Linked DNA regions of Pan troglodytes: region 2 is linked to region 1. A link is a contact called in public HiChIP or PLAC-seq data. All regions are on one chromosome and are shown on one strand. The core of a region is the stretch at or near the end of the contact, and the rest is flanking DNA. Distances in the headings are between cores, read along the strand shown. Region 1 holds the start of AHSA1 (activator of HSP90 ATPase activity 1). Region 2 holds the start of ALKBH1 (alkB homolog 1, histone H2A dioxygenase).

Evidence for each region. HiChIP or PLAC-seq counts read pairs in DNA pulled down with a chosen protein or histone mark.
Region 2: an H3K4me3 HiChIP or PLAC-seq map of stem cell-derived excitatory neurons shows a contact between it and region 1, with 2.3 times the contacts expected there. The contact joins the promoter of ALKBH1 here to the promoter of AHSA1 in region 1. A contact is called at or near these places in 1 of 7 Hi-C or Micro-C datasets (stem cell-derived neural progenitor cells) and 1 of 1 datasets of contacts at active chromatin or transcription factors (stem cell-derived excitatory neurons).

Annotation. Positions count from the first base shown.
Region 1 is chr15:75,412,275-75,420,121 of NHGRI_mPanTro3-v2.0_pri, reverse strand. AHSA1 (activator of HSP90 ATPase activity 1) reads right to left here and starts at 6,231. Exons shown (of 9, transcript XM_063793815.1): 1 at 6,137-6,231; 2 at 4,316-4,506; 3 at 1,895-1,977; 4 at 1,378-1,495. The coding sequence starts at 1,444. VIPAS39 (VPS33B interacting protein, apical-basolateral polarity regulator, spe-39 homolog) reads left to right here and starts at 6,238. Exons shown (of 20, transcript XM_001164812.7): 1 at 6,238-6,624.
Region 2 is chr15:75,654,786-75,662,519 of NHGRI_mPanTro3-v2.0_pri, reverse strand. ALKBH1 (alkB homolog 1, histone H2A dioxygenase) reads left to right here and starts at 2,828. Exons shown (of 6, transcript XM_510096.8): 1 at 2,828-3,029; 2 at 6,341-6,449. The coding sequence starts at 2,847. SLIRP (SRA stem-loop interacting RNA binding protein) reads right to left here and starts at 2,771. Exons shown (of 4, transcript XM_003952546.5): 1 at 2,643-2,771. The coding sequence starts at 2,739.

The DNA of each region.
Region 1 (7,847 bases), core at 4,982-7,481:
CCTCCCAAAGTGCTGGGATTACAGGTGTGAGCCACTGCACCTGGCCACTGGGATTATTTTTAAAAGCTTATCCTCCTGACTCAACTGGAAACATTATAACATATTAAGTGCATGTGAGGTCTACTATGGAAGGATGGCGTGAACGCCGTGGCACTTTGATGACTTCAAGAGTGGGTAATCTACCCAGCACCTATGGATGCATGGTTAGTGCCTTTCCTCCACTCTGCCTTACCTCTGCAGAAAAGCCACAACTAGTTATGGCACTGGTCCTCCCCAAAAAGGTATCTATCACCTTCCATCACCTTCTTTGATGGTTATTATACATATTCCAACACCAAGATCAGAATACACTGGCAGAAATGGAATCCCAGGGGAAAGCTGAGCTGACTTCTATTCTAAGCATCTAAATATCCCTGGAGAGTGCATATCAAAGATAGTCCAGACTGTATTCAAGTAATGAGTCCAGAGATGCCAAGTCTTTAGATTAGCGCTGTCCATTAGAAATATAATGTGAGCCTCAAATACAGTTTTTTGTTTTTTTTTGTTTTTTTGAGATGGAGTCTCCCTCTGTCACCCAGGCTGGAGTGCAATGGCGCGTTCTTGGCTCACCGCAACCTTCACCTCCTGGGTTCAAGCAATTCTCCTGCCTCAGCCTCTTGAGTAGCTGGGATTACAGGCATGCACCACCATGCCCGGCTAATTTTGTATTTTTAGTAGAGATGGGGTTTCTCTATTGGTCAGGCTGATCTCGAACTCCCGACCTCAGGTGATCCGCCCACCTCGGCTTCCCAAAGGGCTGGGATTATAGGCGTGAGCCACTGCACCCAGCCCGTAGTGTAATTTATACTCACAGCACATCTCTTGTGTTTTTTGGTCATCCAGGCTGGAGTGCAGTGGCATGATCTCAGCTCAGTGCAACCTCCCTGCCTCCTGGGCTCAAGCCACTCTCCCACCTCAGCCTCCCGAGTAGCTGGGATTACAGGCACGGGCCACCGCATCCAGCTAATTTTTGTATTTTTTGTAGAGACAGGGTTTCGCCATGTTGCCCAGGCTGGTCTCAAATTCCTGAGCTCAGGCAATCAGCCCACCTCAGCCTCCAACAGTGCTGGGATTACAAGTGTGAGCCACTGCGCCGGGCCCTCACAGCACATCTCAGTTTGGTCTAGCCACATCTAAAATGCTCAACCATCAATATTAGACAACACAGCTCCAGATCTTTCCCTTACTCTGAGCTTATGGACTGACTTTAAGATGAAATAAGCCCCCTCCCCCCAAATCTTTACCCATTTGCCAAAGAAAGGACTGTCCAGGCCCTTAATCAGAGTCTAACAGGTGGAAACTACCTCCTTAAGGCATACAGAACTACTCAAGGGATACCTGTTTTGAGGGTGCTGATGTAAATTCCCATTGCTTCTCTTAGAAGTTTCACCCCTTCTTCCTTCATTAAGGCCACGAGATTTGTGTCAGGCTCATCTTTGGCAAGGCTCACACTAATCTGGGTGAAAGATGAGAAGTAGGTGGTAAATAACTTGAGGGGCACCCTCATTATGGAATGTGGGGGCTGAGCAATCAGGTAACTGCTGACATTTCCAAAGGAAATGCATGAGTACTGTGGTATTCGTACAATCCCCATTAGTGTTCCTTCTTGAGTCCTCTCTGTCAAGTGGCTAATGTTAGTTAGAACCCATGTCACTAGCTAAAGTGAAGAAATTAAAGAAGTGCAAATTGCTCTAGAAGTTTCCAATGGCACCATATGCCTAGAAAATTATCTGCAGGCTAGGGTTCTGAATGCTTGGACCAAGCCTGGGCTATGAATCCTGAATGACAGGTCACTTTTCTCATCTGAGAATAAGAGGATATAGAGGACTCGGATTAGGAGTTATGAAGCACAAACCTCCACTTCATCCACGCTGTTTTCATCAGACAAATTGGGGATCTCCACATGTCCTTTGTACTGTACTCCTGACTTAGAAGTACCTGTCAAAACCAATGCAATGTCATTAGTCCACTCCTTGGCAGGAAAGGTCTCTGCTCCAGGGTCCTAACTGCTACCTCACTTCTGCTGCTTTTGGATGGCTGAACTGATCCTCTTTATTCTGAGAATGCCACATGCCAGATGCAATCAACACCCGCACCTCCAAAAGAAATGTCTTTCCTCACCAGGTTACTGGAAACCAACTATGTTATTACAATGTGGGACAAAGAGCTATAGATTTGGTACTAGCATGAGTTATACCATGAGAACTTGGGTCAAAAGCCAGTAGTTCTGCTAGAATACTTGTTTTGAAAATATCAATTTATTTCAGTGCAACTGAAATATTAGGGAACAATTTGATTATAATGAGAAGTTCATGTTTGCTTATATGTGACTCCATCCATGAGAAACACTAGGTGAATACGGAAAGCCTCACCCAGCTACAAAGGATACATAAAACACACACATCTCAAACACCTATCTGCCAATGACCTCAGTTTACAGCGTGTGTTGTGAGCCATACCCATCCTCAACTAGTGTAATGTTCCTTCTGATTGTGGATGACTCTCCTTCTACCATTCCATAGTAGTCCTCAAGCTGCAACCCTTCTGATGCCCACTTTTTTCCGCCCCCAAGACAGAGTCTTGCTCTGTCGCTCAGGCTGGAGTGCAGTGGCATGATCTTGGCTCATTGCAACCTCCACCTCCCAGGTTCAAGCAATTCTTCTGCCTCAGCCTCCCAAGTAGCTGGGATTACAGGTGTGTGCCACTACGCACGGCTAATTTTTGTGTTTTTTAGTAGAGATGGGGTTTCACCATGTTGGCCAGGTGTGTCTCCAATTCCTGACCTCGTGATCCACCTGCCTCAATCTCCCAAAGTGCTGAGATTACAGGCGTGAGCCGCCGCGCCTGGCTTTGATGCCCACTTTCACAAATAAACTTCAGGTCTTTTTCATGGTAAAGCACCATATTTATTGTAGTATTCACCTATTTTTTATTTTTTTTGAGATGGAGTCTCACTCTGTTGCCCAGGCTGGAGTGCAACGGTGCGATCCCAGCTCATTGCAACCTCCGCCTCCTGGGTTCAAGTGATTCTCCTGCCTCAGCCTCCTGAGTAGCTGGGACTACAGGCACATGCCACCACGCCCGGCTAATTTTTTGTATTTTTAGTAGAGACGGGGTTTCACTGTGTCAGCCAGGATGGTCTTGATCTCCTGACCTCGTGATCCGCCCACCTTGGCCTCCCAAAGTGCTGGGATTACAGGCGTTAGCCACCACGCCCGGCCTATATTTATCTATTTCTTACCATTTAATGTGCACAAAACTATGCTACCAATTTTTAGTCCCTATATTAAAAAAAAAAAGTGTCGGCCAGACACAGTTCAAGACCAGCCTGGCCAACATGGTGAAACCCGTCTCTAATAAAAATACAAAATTAGCCGGGCGTGGTGGCGGGCACCTGTAATCCTACTTGGGAGGCTGAGGCAGGAGAACTGGTTAAACCCGGGAAGTGGAGGTTGCAGTGAGCCAAGATCGCGCCACTGCACTCCACCCTGGGTGACGAGCAAAACTCTGTCTAAAAAAAAAAAAAGGAGGTCTGAGCAAGATGACACCGAAGATTCCTTCCATACTACTATGCTTCAAGTGTACTTTAAAAACAAATTAACAAAAATCATGGACAGATAGATCTACTTTCACCCTTCTTTATGATATGACTATTCACTTCGGAAATGTTTATCAAAGCACAAATTTCATGCTTTGCCCCATACACAGACAGTAGCTATCTCATACTCCCTTAGCTTTAGTGCCTTTTTACATTCAGGCTCCCGACAGTCAGGACTGTCCAAAACGGTCATACGCATGACCTCAATTTTTTCCTAATGTCATACACAAGGGACATAAAACTAGAAGACAGATAAAACAGCCCCAAATTACTGTCACACACAAGCTTCATTAGCGCAGTGGTTTAATCTGTTAAGATTCACACTGAAGACAGTGCACAAAGATCAAGACCAAAAAAATCCTCTCCTTCCTCCTTTTAAATCACTCACAAGATACATGTAGCTAGTCTGAAGAAATATCATCGTAGAAGGTCCAAAGATGCAGTGGCCCGGCCACTTCATGGATGGGACTTATGAGACCCAGACACAGGAAATCCATTTAGCATCCCACAATGGCAAAGAAATTCCAGGACTCGATACTGCTTTAACATAGGACTCCAAAGCAGCAACATCTGCCTTCTCCCTTCAAGGTCTGTAACTCCTCAAAACTGTTCTCTCCAGCTACTTAACAGGTTAAACAAAACACAGTTAATCTCTCTGACAGCCCAGCTTAGACTTACCTGTCCAGTTTAGTTTGACGCTCCATTCATAAAAGAAGATAAGTTTCCCTTTGCGATTGTTAATGGATGCCTCTCCATCAAGCTTACTCACTTCCGTCACCTCACACTTGCCTTCTTCATTTTGAACCTGCACTGCCAGGAACAGTGTTTTCAGCTTATCCGTGGACCAATTTGAAGCATCTCTCTCCGTCCTGCAAAGCAGAAACAGAGCTATGAACCAGCAGTCAAACGGAGGATACGCTGCTCTATGCAAGAGAATACGAGGTTAAAGGAGGCCTGACAAATAGTTTGAAAAGAACACAAAAACTCCCAGTCCCACTCCAGTATGTCCACAAACATGTCATTCTTTTTTTAGGAAGACAAGGGGTTGCACACTGTCAACAAAGACAGCTGCTGTAGAAAATGGTATAAACTCAGTGGAAAATTATGCTCTCCTTTCTCGGCATGATGGTGCGGGGGAATACTCGATACTTTAACATGGCGCCCCCATTTGACCAAGTGGAAAACTGCACATATTGCTGAGATCAGGAACACAGACTGGACCATGAAAGAATAGTACTTAGCTAAAAGGCCCAGAAAGGATTAAACCAATAACCCTGACCTCACTGGCACAGTGTTCTGACCTATCAGATTCGCACTTGTATTATAAACTTCCTACACATTCACTGCCCCCTAGATGGCCAGAAAAACGTTAAGTCCAGGGCTTCAAAACAAACAACAAAAATTAGGTCAAGTACTCTGCATGTTAAGAAGAGACAATACAAAGTGAGATATGGAAAAGAAACATCACTATCTGCCTTCCTACTTATTAACTATTAGAGAAAACAACAGCAAAAAAGGCTGCAACAAAGTAACGGTACAATACAAACATTATGAACAAAGTTCAGTGGAATTCAAAAATAAGGAAACATTACTTTGGGAAGATTTCATGAAGCAGGGCAGTTATTTTAAGAACGGTCAGGTTATAAAACCACGGCTGCTCGGCAACCTGGAGTTCCAACACACCCGACCTGATAGTTCCGGGTGAGAGGCCGCAGCTATCTGAGCTCTGAGCACCTGCACAACACGTTCTCAATCTCCCGCGGGACCGCTGCAGCGGTCCCCTATGAATGACTTTTAATTTTACCGCAGGCCGCAAAATAGGAATTACAGACCCCTGGCCTTAGGCCTTTCACAGCTATCTCCCAACACAATCAAAGGAGGTTCCAGTCTCAGTGACTCCTCTGGCCACGTGTAGTAAGCACCTCCCTGCTCGGGCTGGATGCAGCAGCCAGGGCGTTATCTCCTAGTCTCTCTGACAACCCTCCTCTGGGGCGCAGCCCTCCAAGTCCATCTCCCTCCCCTCAAACACTGAGAAGGTGACCGCGGAGTGGAGAGGCCTGGGGCTACGGACCCCTGCCACAGGAAGGACCCACCCCCATCTCCGGACAGGGCTACCTCAGCCCCGGCTCTGTCCGGACCGAGGTTCTAGGAACCCTGAAACCCTGGCCCGGCCGCAGGTCTCCCAAGGCCGGCCTGCTTTGCTGGCCCTCACCAGTGCCAGTTGTTGACGTTGGTGGCGTCCGCCCGCTCCTCCACGATCCAGCGTGGGTCTCCCTCACCCCACTTGGCCATCGGCTCTCCTATCGCGGCGCCACCAGCTCCGGAGCAGCCGTAGCCACAGCCTCAGGACCGCTTAGTGCCAGCCGCCCGGCAGCGCCTGGAAACTACTAGAAGCGGCCGCAAGCACCTCCTGGCTTGCTTTTCCCTCCACCCCCTCCCCTCCTTAACTTCCGGCTCCTCCCCACTCCCACCGGTTACTTCCGTCCCAACTCGCCGCACCGTGGGTTCCGCCTGATTTAGAGATCCTTCAGACTCCCTCGGGTTCTCCCCAAAAAGCGTCCCGAAACCCAACTGCTCATACAACCATTCCTCACCCATAGGAAAACAAAGAACACGTCTCATTGCTTCCCTGGACCCTAAATCGCCCTTGCTGAGCCTCATGGGAATTGTAGTCTTGCTACGTGACCCGGGGGATAACCGCGGAAGGTCGCGCGGAAAGGATAGGAAATGACCTAGCACGGTGCTTGGGGTTTCTGGGGGCTGTAGTCAAGAAGCCTTGTGGTTCGTCGGGACAGCGCCTGACAGCAGAGGCAGAAGAAACTACGACTTCCAGCATGCCCTGCGGTCTCGTTATTCGTGTTTTCTCTCCGCCCCACGATTATTCCCTTCCGCCCCCTTCTCTAAGCTGCACAGCCTGAACAGAAGGGCTGGTCCAGCGGCGGCGGAGGCTGGCGCTGTCCTGAGAGGGAGGGCTCTGTGCGGAAGAGGTGAGGGTGTCCCAAGCCCCTTGGGTCGCGTATTTGGCAGAGTCCAGCCTCTCCGCATCTTAATCTTTTCCCCTCTTCTAGGAGGCATCCCTACACCCTACGACTACAGGCCTTATTCTCTTCTTTCAGTCAGGGCGACCCTTGGGCGCTGGAGTACGCTTGGGATTGGGGCTGCGAGTGAGCACCAGCGATTGGTTCGGAAGCGGACATTTGGTTCAGAACGAGCATTTAACTCTGCCAGGGATCCGCTGGGCTCTGACGACTGCGGTAGATCCATGGCTTCCTGGACGTTCACCCGTAGAGTCATCCTAGCTTAACTCTTGTTTCCTGGTCTCAGTTCACAAGCCTCACCTGTATCTTCCTGGCTCGGAAGATAATTGAAACCAAGTCTGACTTCTCAGTAGCTGGTTTTTGGAGTTTTCTGAGGCAGGGAGCATGTTGTGGTTTTCTTGCTGATTCTTCTGTTTTCCTTTGTAAAGTTCCTGTTCTCCCCTGAGGTCTCTCACCCTGCCTTGTTGGCTGTCAGTAAACAAGAGACGATAAAGACAAACCTCTGAAGTATTTTAAATCATGTTGAAGCACCTGTCACTCTTAAGAGTGACAATCGTACCTGATTACTTTATAACTCTAGAGCCACTAGATCATTATCTATACTTGCCAAGTAAACCTAGCTTCTCATTTGGCGTTATAAATACAAATTGATGGCAGTTGTTTACTGCCATTGCATGGTTAAAAAGATTCCAGAAATCCTCTGGCAGATTATTGTGTTTGTTAGACACATTCTATGTCTATCTGTAGATAACTACTATAGTGAAGGAATGATCTCTAGTTTTCTGGAAAGTGAAAAATAGGTAGAAGGACCATGCAAGACACTAGAAATGGTCTAGGAGCCAGAAAGCCTGGATTGTAATTTGAAATAGGAGCACTTAACAAAGTGGCTTTGATACTGAACTCTTTTGTGCCTCACTTTCCCCATGAGTAACATGGAAATGGAATCTCCCAGGCCTACCTTACAAGATTGTTCTGAGGATCAAACGAATGACAGAGTGATTTATGAACTGACATGTGTGCCAGAGACATTTATATGTTCTATACATATCTTCATCATTTGTGGCTACTCAGAATTTTTGTATTTTTTTTAATCTTTAGGATTGCTAAAAAATATTTTCTTTTTTAGCTTTTCCCAAGGTACCAGGATGATGTATTAATAATAAAAGTTACTA
Region 2 (7,734 bases), core at 1,579-4,078, 250 kb before region 1:
CAGAAGAAAACATTAAAAGTAGTTACTATATTTTGGATTCTCTATCTTAGACTGTAGAAAGAAACTAAAAGTGGTCCCAGGGTCACCAGATTTCTTGTGGACAGGAACTACTTTGCATTTCCTTAAAGGCTTAAGATTTAGGAAGCAGCTATGGTACTGACTATAAAGCCATAATGTACCAGACTTGGTGGTGAGAAGGTGAGATGGACAGAGAGGTAGTTGAGTTGGCTGCAGTCTCCATCCTCAGCAAATATCGAGTGCTTTCATACCAGTTACTGTGCTATGTGGACTATGATCCCTGTGAGCAGATCACAATGAAGAAAAAGACAAATTACAATCCAGTGTGTTTCCCAGTATACTGAAGATTTCCAAATAAAATCCCAACTTACTGGTCTTTCACAATTTAGTAAAATGTGTTGAGTTGCCCTCACCTATCCTTCCTGCCTTATTTCCCCACTGCTAGCCCCTAGTTACTCTCTAGTACAACTAATTGAATTATCTTTATCTGTCCTGCGGGTTACCCTCTTTTCATATGTTGTTCTCTCCCCTCCATATGTTGGTAATCCTATCTCCCCCTGGCTAACTTGTAACTATAACTATCCTTCAAGACCCAAACCAAGTACATCCACTGAGTATTACTTTATTGGGCTCCTATCACAGTACAAGACAATGTACCAGCTCTGTGAGACTTCAAAGATTTAGAGTATATAATCTTAAAGACTAAAAACTACACGATCTGTTTCTCTTCTGAACTACAGTGCTTGTACTTCACTGATTTACTTTTTATAATATCTATTTAGTTCTCCTAGTTCACCAAAACCTCACTGGTTCAACAATTGCCTATATTTGTTCTAAGTCTCTTCATCCCCACCACTAATTGTAAGCTCCCTCAGCATATAAACCACTATGTTTACAGTGACCAATAAACAGCAGGGCCTCAATATTGGCTAAATGAATAAGTAAAAGTCCACTAATCCTTCCAACAATCCACAGAGACTAAATTTTGAAGGGCTCTAATGGTTAAGTCAAACCAACTGGCAAGATCAACGTCTCACAGAATATGATACTGGAGAACAAAATAATGTTAAACATATGTTGTATACCAGATAATTAAAGTCCTAGAAGACACTGATTTCAAAACAAACCAGCTCTGGAAGGTAACCCTCTTCCTAAATTGCCTAAAATGGTGAAGGAAAAACAGCTGCAAGCACCAAGAACAATGCCTACCACAGAATAGATACTCAAATAAATATTTGCTGAATCAATGGAACAACAAAGAGAAACTGTTTCAAAGCTGTACATAATGCTGACTCTTTTTAAGGGTTTTAAACTAGCCCTTTATTGTCTGGAAACTTGCATCCGCAAGATGCTAATGAAACTCCTCCGCCTTTCCATAAAGTTTCACAGGGACTACGGGAGACTTTACTGGGCTTGGTCTTCACCAACCACATGTTTAAAAGATGGGGCACAAACCAACCTATTTCCCATTCTACTACTCACATCTGAGCCACAAAAAACTTAGAAGAAACTAAATCTTGCTCCATTTTGTTTCCAGGGGTTGACCTGAAACATGAATATCTACAAAAAGAGTGACCACGAATGTTTACATGTTGGTAAGCAAATATAAAAACCTCATCTCAAAACTGCAGCTGACAAAAATTGAAGGTGGTGAAAGATTTCAGAACTAATTATTCCAACCTTTATCTGTAGACTAGGCCTCTCCCGTAAGTTTCAATTTTAGTTACCGTGAAAATAACTATCATTTGCTGAGTACTTACACTGTATCTAACACAAGTCTAAGAAGTTTGCATATAAACTCAATCCTCTCAACAATCCTATGAGTTGGGTATTATTGACTCCATTTTATCGATGAGTAAACTGAGGCCCAGTTGTGAGCCCTTTTCCCATACTAACTTCAGTTATTCAAGTGATACAACGATTAAATGGCCAAGTTGGAATTCTAACCGCAAGGGTCTAGCTTCGGAGTCCACTTCTCTGCCACAATGATATACAACCTTTGTCCAATTGCCTGACGGAAACCTCACAAGTTTCTCAAAGTTAACACATTCAAACTTTACTCATCTTCTCTTGGCCTGCTCCTAACTTCTAAACAAACAATTCACCAATGCTAAAAACCCAGAAATCATTCCTCCCTTTCCTTTATTCCGTACACTTCTCCCACTTAAGCCATCACGAAACGGTATCTAATTTGCTTTTAAAACATTAATGCATCTGACCACCATCCTTCTACCATCGCCCTAATTCAGGTCCTCACGTTTTAAGTAAATTAATGAAATTGCCTTTTAGCTCCTCTGCACGCCTACAATCTTGCCACCTTGAATCCATCCTCCACACTACAGTCAAAATTATCCCTTCTAAATTGTAAATCTTGGTTACCAAGTAATAAATCTTTACACCAAATCACTCCTAAATGCAAGAGCCGGTGCATTCGTGACCCCAAAAGCTCAAGGGACATCCCTAAACGGTTAACTGCAAACAAAATTTCTTTCTGCTCACTTGCATGCTCAGGAGCAGTCTCCTAATTCAGCCACCACGCTGACTTAAGTACCCTGCAAAAAGCAGAAGCTTTGAGGATCACTTGGACCTAAAAATTCCACTACTCCCACATCTCCATCACTCACTCGACGCCGCAGTCCAAGGAATTCTTCTCACAAAAGCAACCGGCTGATTGATACTTCTACGCAGCGCCGCAGCACCTCGCGCTGCTGAGGCCGCCATCTTCAGACTAAAGCACCTTCTCGAGCCGAGGTCGCGGCCCCGGAAAAAATTTCCGGATCCGGAACACGAGAGAATCTGCTTCCGGATCAGAGGGTATAGGCCGCGAGATGGGGAAGATGGCAGCGGCCGTGGGCTCTGTGGCGACTCTGGCGACTGAGCCCGGGGAGGACGCCTTTCGGAAACTTTTCCGCTTCTACCGTCAGAGCCGGCCCGGGACCGCAGACCTGGAAGGGGTCATCGACTTCTCGGCGGCCCACGCAGCCCGTGGCAAGGGTCCTGGTGCCCAAAAGGTACAGAGAGAGGAGTGGCGCGCGTCTCTCCATCGCTTTGCCCCGCGTCTTGGAGGGACTTACGTGTCTTCTTCGCCTCTTTTCATCTCCAGACCGATTGTTATTGAACGATTCCTGCCCTCCTTTGGCTGCAGAGTCGAACTCCCCACTAACCGTCACACTAGCAATAAAGCGTTGAGATGCCTGTTTCTTTAGGCGGCCATTCCTGGCGGGGGCGCTCAGTCAAAAGAGCCTGGGAATCCGTGTTTATTTCTTACTGTAACCGTCTCCTCACATTTCTGTTTGGGTTTTTGTAAAACCCCATAGAACGTCTTTGTAGACGGTAGGGTAGACTTCTGCAGCTTAAAAAAAAACCACTCCCGAGGAATCCCAGAACTGACAGGGATGCGGCGCTGTTTGTTAAGCCGCTGTGCGTAAAACTAGTCCCTGTCTTCTCCTCTGGCCCTTTTAGAAGGAGGTCATTGAAGGATTCTGAGAATCCCTCCGTGTTGAAAATAAATGGCAAACAAGTATATATGGAATACAGGCACCGTTCTCTCAACTTTTCCCCATGGAGATTAAGAAGGGGAACACAGTCCGGGAGCAGTGGCTCAAGCCTGTAATCCCGCACTTCGGAGGCCGAGGCGGGTGGATCGCTTGAACCCAGGGGTTCGAGACCAGCCTGGGGCATGGCAAGACCCCCGTTTCCGCCAAAAATACAAAAAATTAGCCAGTCTCATAACCTGTTCTCAAGTAAATAGATTTTTTAAAAATTATTTTTTAAGGGAACATAACAGGCAAGAGGGAAAACGGGGAACCAAAACCGTAGTCCAATTTATATTTTCTTTCTTTACAATCCACTTTAACGTTGAGGATATGCAGTGCCTTAATTTGCTCTTGGTGTTGTCCACAGATGTCTAGATGAGGCATTCTTTCCAAGCTTCCTAACAGCTCTGATAAAATTGGGATGCTACAGTATTAAGTGTTAATGATTGCATACTTGAGCTCAGCTTTTCAGCACCTTCATTTGTTAGGGAAAAAAAGTGGTCTTAGAGTTGTCAAAATACAGAAAGTCCACACCCCAATAATAATATACTTTTTCTCTCCAGAGCGCTTCAGACTCTCATTCAGCTCCTTTTACCTACATTTTACCATAATATGTACATGCTTTTTAGAATGTCAGCCATCAGGGAATGAGCCATTATGTGTCTAGTACAGGACCTAAAACAGTACTAAGTACAGTATGTGTTGAGTACATGAAAACTTGGGTGTTTAGTTCCTCAGCTCAAAGCAGATTAAAGTAGTAATTAAGAGAAGTTACTATTACAAGCCAGCTGATGAGACTGGTGGGGAAAGTGGTGGTTAACAGTCTGGCAAGGGAGGAAAGAGAAAACCTTTTATAAAAGCTCAGTGGTGTCGTTCAGTTTAGCATATGATAGAATAGGTCCACTAACATCACCTCCGAGAGTGTGTTGAATTATAGTGCAGTATTAAGTATGGCCTATTAAAGAAATCATGACAAAATGCTTAAAAGTGTTTTACCAGTGCCTAGGTACCTGGAAAACTCAGCTGATAGTACTGTCAGAGGGTTTCAGATAGCCCTTTTATTATAGAGACTGGTTATACATCAGCAAACTTTTGGTATTTTGTCCAGGAATCTCCACACTTGGAGAAGTTGATAAGGTAAAAGATCATTCTCTTTCAAAGAGAATGTTTCATATGTGTATATATATGTGTGTATATATGTGTGTGTATATATAATATATATACTTTTTTTTTTACTGAGACAGCGTCTCACTGTGTCACCCAGGCTGAAGTGCAGTGGCGTGATCTTGGCTCACTGCAACCTCCGTCTCCTAGGTTCAAATGATTCTTCTGCTTCAGCCTCCCAAGTAGCTGGGACTACAGGCACGCGCCACCATGCCTGGCTAATTTTTGTATTTTTAGTAGAGACGGGGTTTCGCCATGTTGGCCAGTCTGGACCCAAACTCCTGACCTCAGGCTTCCCAAAGTGTTGGAATTACAGGTGTGAGCCACCGCTCGGCCTGTTTCATATATTTTAAGGCAAGGCAGACCCTAGGTTTACTATTCAGGGAAGAATAAAGGTTTTTTCCTTTAATGTTTTGACTTCAATGACTGCATAGTGGGTCTCTTAACCAATGTAATGAGCCATCCATTAGATACTCACATACAAAGAAAACTTCAGCCCCTGAAATACTAAATTCATTTCTAAGTAATTAACAGAAGCAGAAGTTGTAGCGTCAGTTGGACATTTCATCTAGAAGAGGGCAAACAGGATTTTTTAGCTTTTACTTTTAGCAAACAGGATTCCCAGTGTCTCACTGAAACATTTTTTCTGTCTGTTTACAGCACTCTCTTTTCATTCTCTTTTTTTTTTTTTTTTTCCCTCAGACAGAGTCTTGCTCTGTTCCTAGGCTGGAGTACAGTGGCACAATCTCAGCTCACTGCAACTTCCACCTCCCAGGTTGAAGCAATTCTGGTGCCCCAGCCTCTCGTAGCTGGGATTTCAGGCGCCCGCCACTACACCCAACTAATTTTTGTATTTTTAGTAGAGACGGGGTTTCACCAGGTTGGTCTCGGACTCCTGACCTCGTGATCCGCCTGCCTCAGCCTCCCAAAGTGCTGGGATTACAGGCGTGAGCCACTGCGACCGGCCTTGTCTTTTCATTTTCTCACCCTGTCCAGCTTGGTGTTCCTTATAGCTCTGTTTAAATACCAACTCTATACAAGTGTCTCAAAAGCATTACTGTTAGCCCTAACTGAAGTAAATAGCTTTGTGACTCAAGATATTTCAGTACACCAAGCACCTTTCATGATTCAACCCCATAAGAAGTTGGAAAGGTATGATGTCATAGGAAAAAGTAGTTTTGAAAGCCAAAATTAGTCTGCTTAAGTTTTCTTATTACCATTTTGCCTTAATTTTGGGTGACTCTACTGTTACTATATAGATGAGAAACTGAGGCCCTAAGACATTAAATGACTCATCTAAAATGCCCAGATCAAGTAAGCAGTACAGCTAAGATTAACCCCAGACTTAATACTCCTTGCTTTGGCCAGGCACAGTGGCATATACCTCTAATCCCATTGCTTTGGGAGGCCAACACAGGAGGATCACTTGAGTTCAGGAGCTTGAGGCTGCAGTGAACTATGATCATGCCTCTGCACTCGCCTGAGCAATAGAGCAAGGTTCTGTATCTTAAACAAGAATCCTAGCTTTGCCTCATACAAGAAATGTCTTTGGAGGTTTGAGGTTCCCAGGGTTGACCTGCAAAATAGATTTAGTCCTTTAACTTCTGTTTCCTTCCTGCCAGGTGATCAAATCTCAGCTAAATGTGTCTTCTGTCAGTGAGCAGAATGCATATAGAGCAGGTCTTCAGCCCGTCAGCAAGTGGCAAGCCTATGGACTCAAAGGCTATCCTGGTGAGTGTAACTGACCTCAGAGAAGGCAATATCACTCAATCATTTATGTCTTCATGTCTTCAAAGAAGGTACTGTGTGTGAGCAAGTAAATAGACAAAGGATACACACAATAAACAGATAAATGTTTCATTTCCAAACCCATTCTAGACTGTACCTTGTCTAAGACATCCGTTTTGAAAGGATAGAACAGGAGTCAGCAGTGCCTGCAAATGTGGCTGAAAGTGGCATGACCATTGAAAAAATAAGGACATTGCCTCTGGGCTCCCTGCCACAACTCTGAACATCTGATTTGGCAGAAGTGCTGTGAAGAATAATTTATCGTTATCATTGTAATAAATGTCATATAATAGTTATGAATAATTCATAATTGTCCCTCTAGTCACATTCTCAAATGGCATAACAACTTAAAACTTGTTGCTATCAAGGCTGAACATATTTAATTAAGAATTACAATTAATGACATCAAAAGTCCTCGCCAGGCGTGGTGGCTCATGCCTGTAATCCCAGAACTTTGAGATGCCAAGGTGGGTGGATCACCTGAGGTCAGGAGGTCAAGACGAGCCTGGCCAACATGGTGAAATCCCGTCTCTACTAAAAATACAAAAATTAGCTGGGCACGGTGGTGCGTGCCTGTAATCCCAGCTACTTGGGAGGCTGAGACAGGAGAATCGCTTGAACCCAGCAGGTGGAGGTTTCAGTGAGCCAAGATCGCGCCATTGCACTCCAGCCTAGGCAATAAGGGGGAAACTCTGTCTCAAAAAAAAAAAAAAAAAAAAGCTGGACGCAGTAGCTCACGCCTGTAATCCCAACACTTTGGGAGGCCGAGGCGGGCGGATCACAAGGTCAGGAGATTGAGACCATCCTGGCTAACAAGGTGAAACCCCATCTCTACTGAAAATACAAAAACAAAATTAGCCGGGCATGGTGGCAGGACCCTGTAGTCCCAGCTACTCGGCAGGCTGAGGTGGGAGAATGGCATGATCCCGGGAGGCAGAGCTTGTTGAGCCGAGTTTGTGCCACTGCACTCCAGCCTGGGCAATAGAGCAAGACTCCGTCTCAAAAAAAAAAAAATAAAGAAAGTCCTAATAGGGACCAGGCGAGGTGTCTCACACCTATAATCCCAACACTTTAGAAGGCCAAGGTGGGAGGATCATTTGAGCCCAGGAATTTGCGACCAGCCCGGGTAACATAGTAAGACCCTGTCTCTACAAAACAAAATTTTTTTTTCCCAGACAGTCTCACTCTGTCGCCCAGGCTGGAGTACAGTGGCACAATCTCAGCTCAC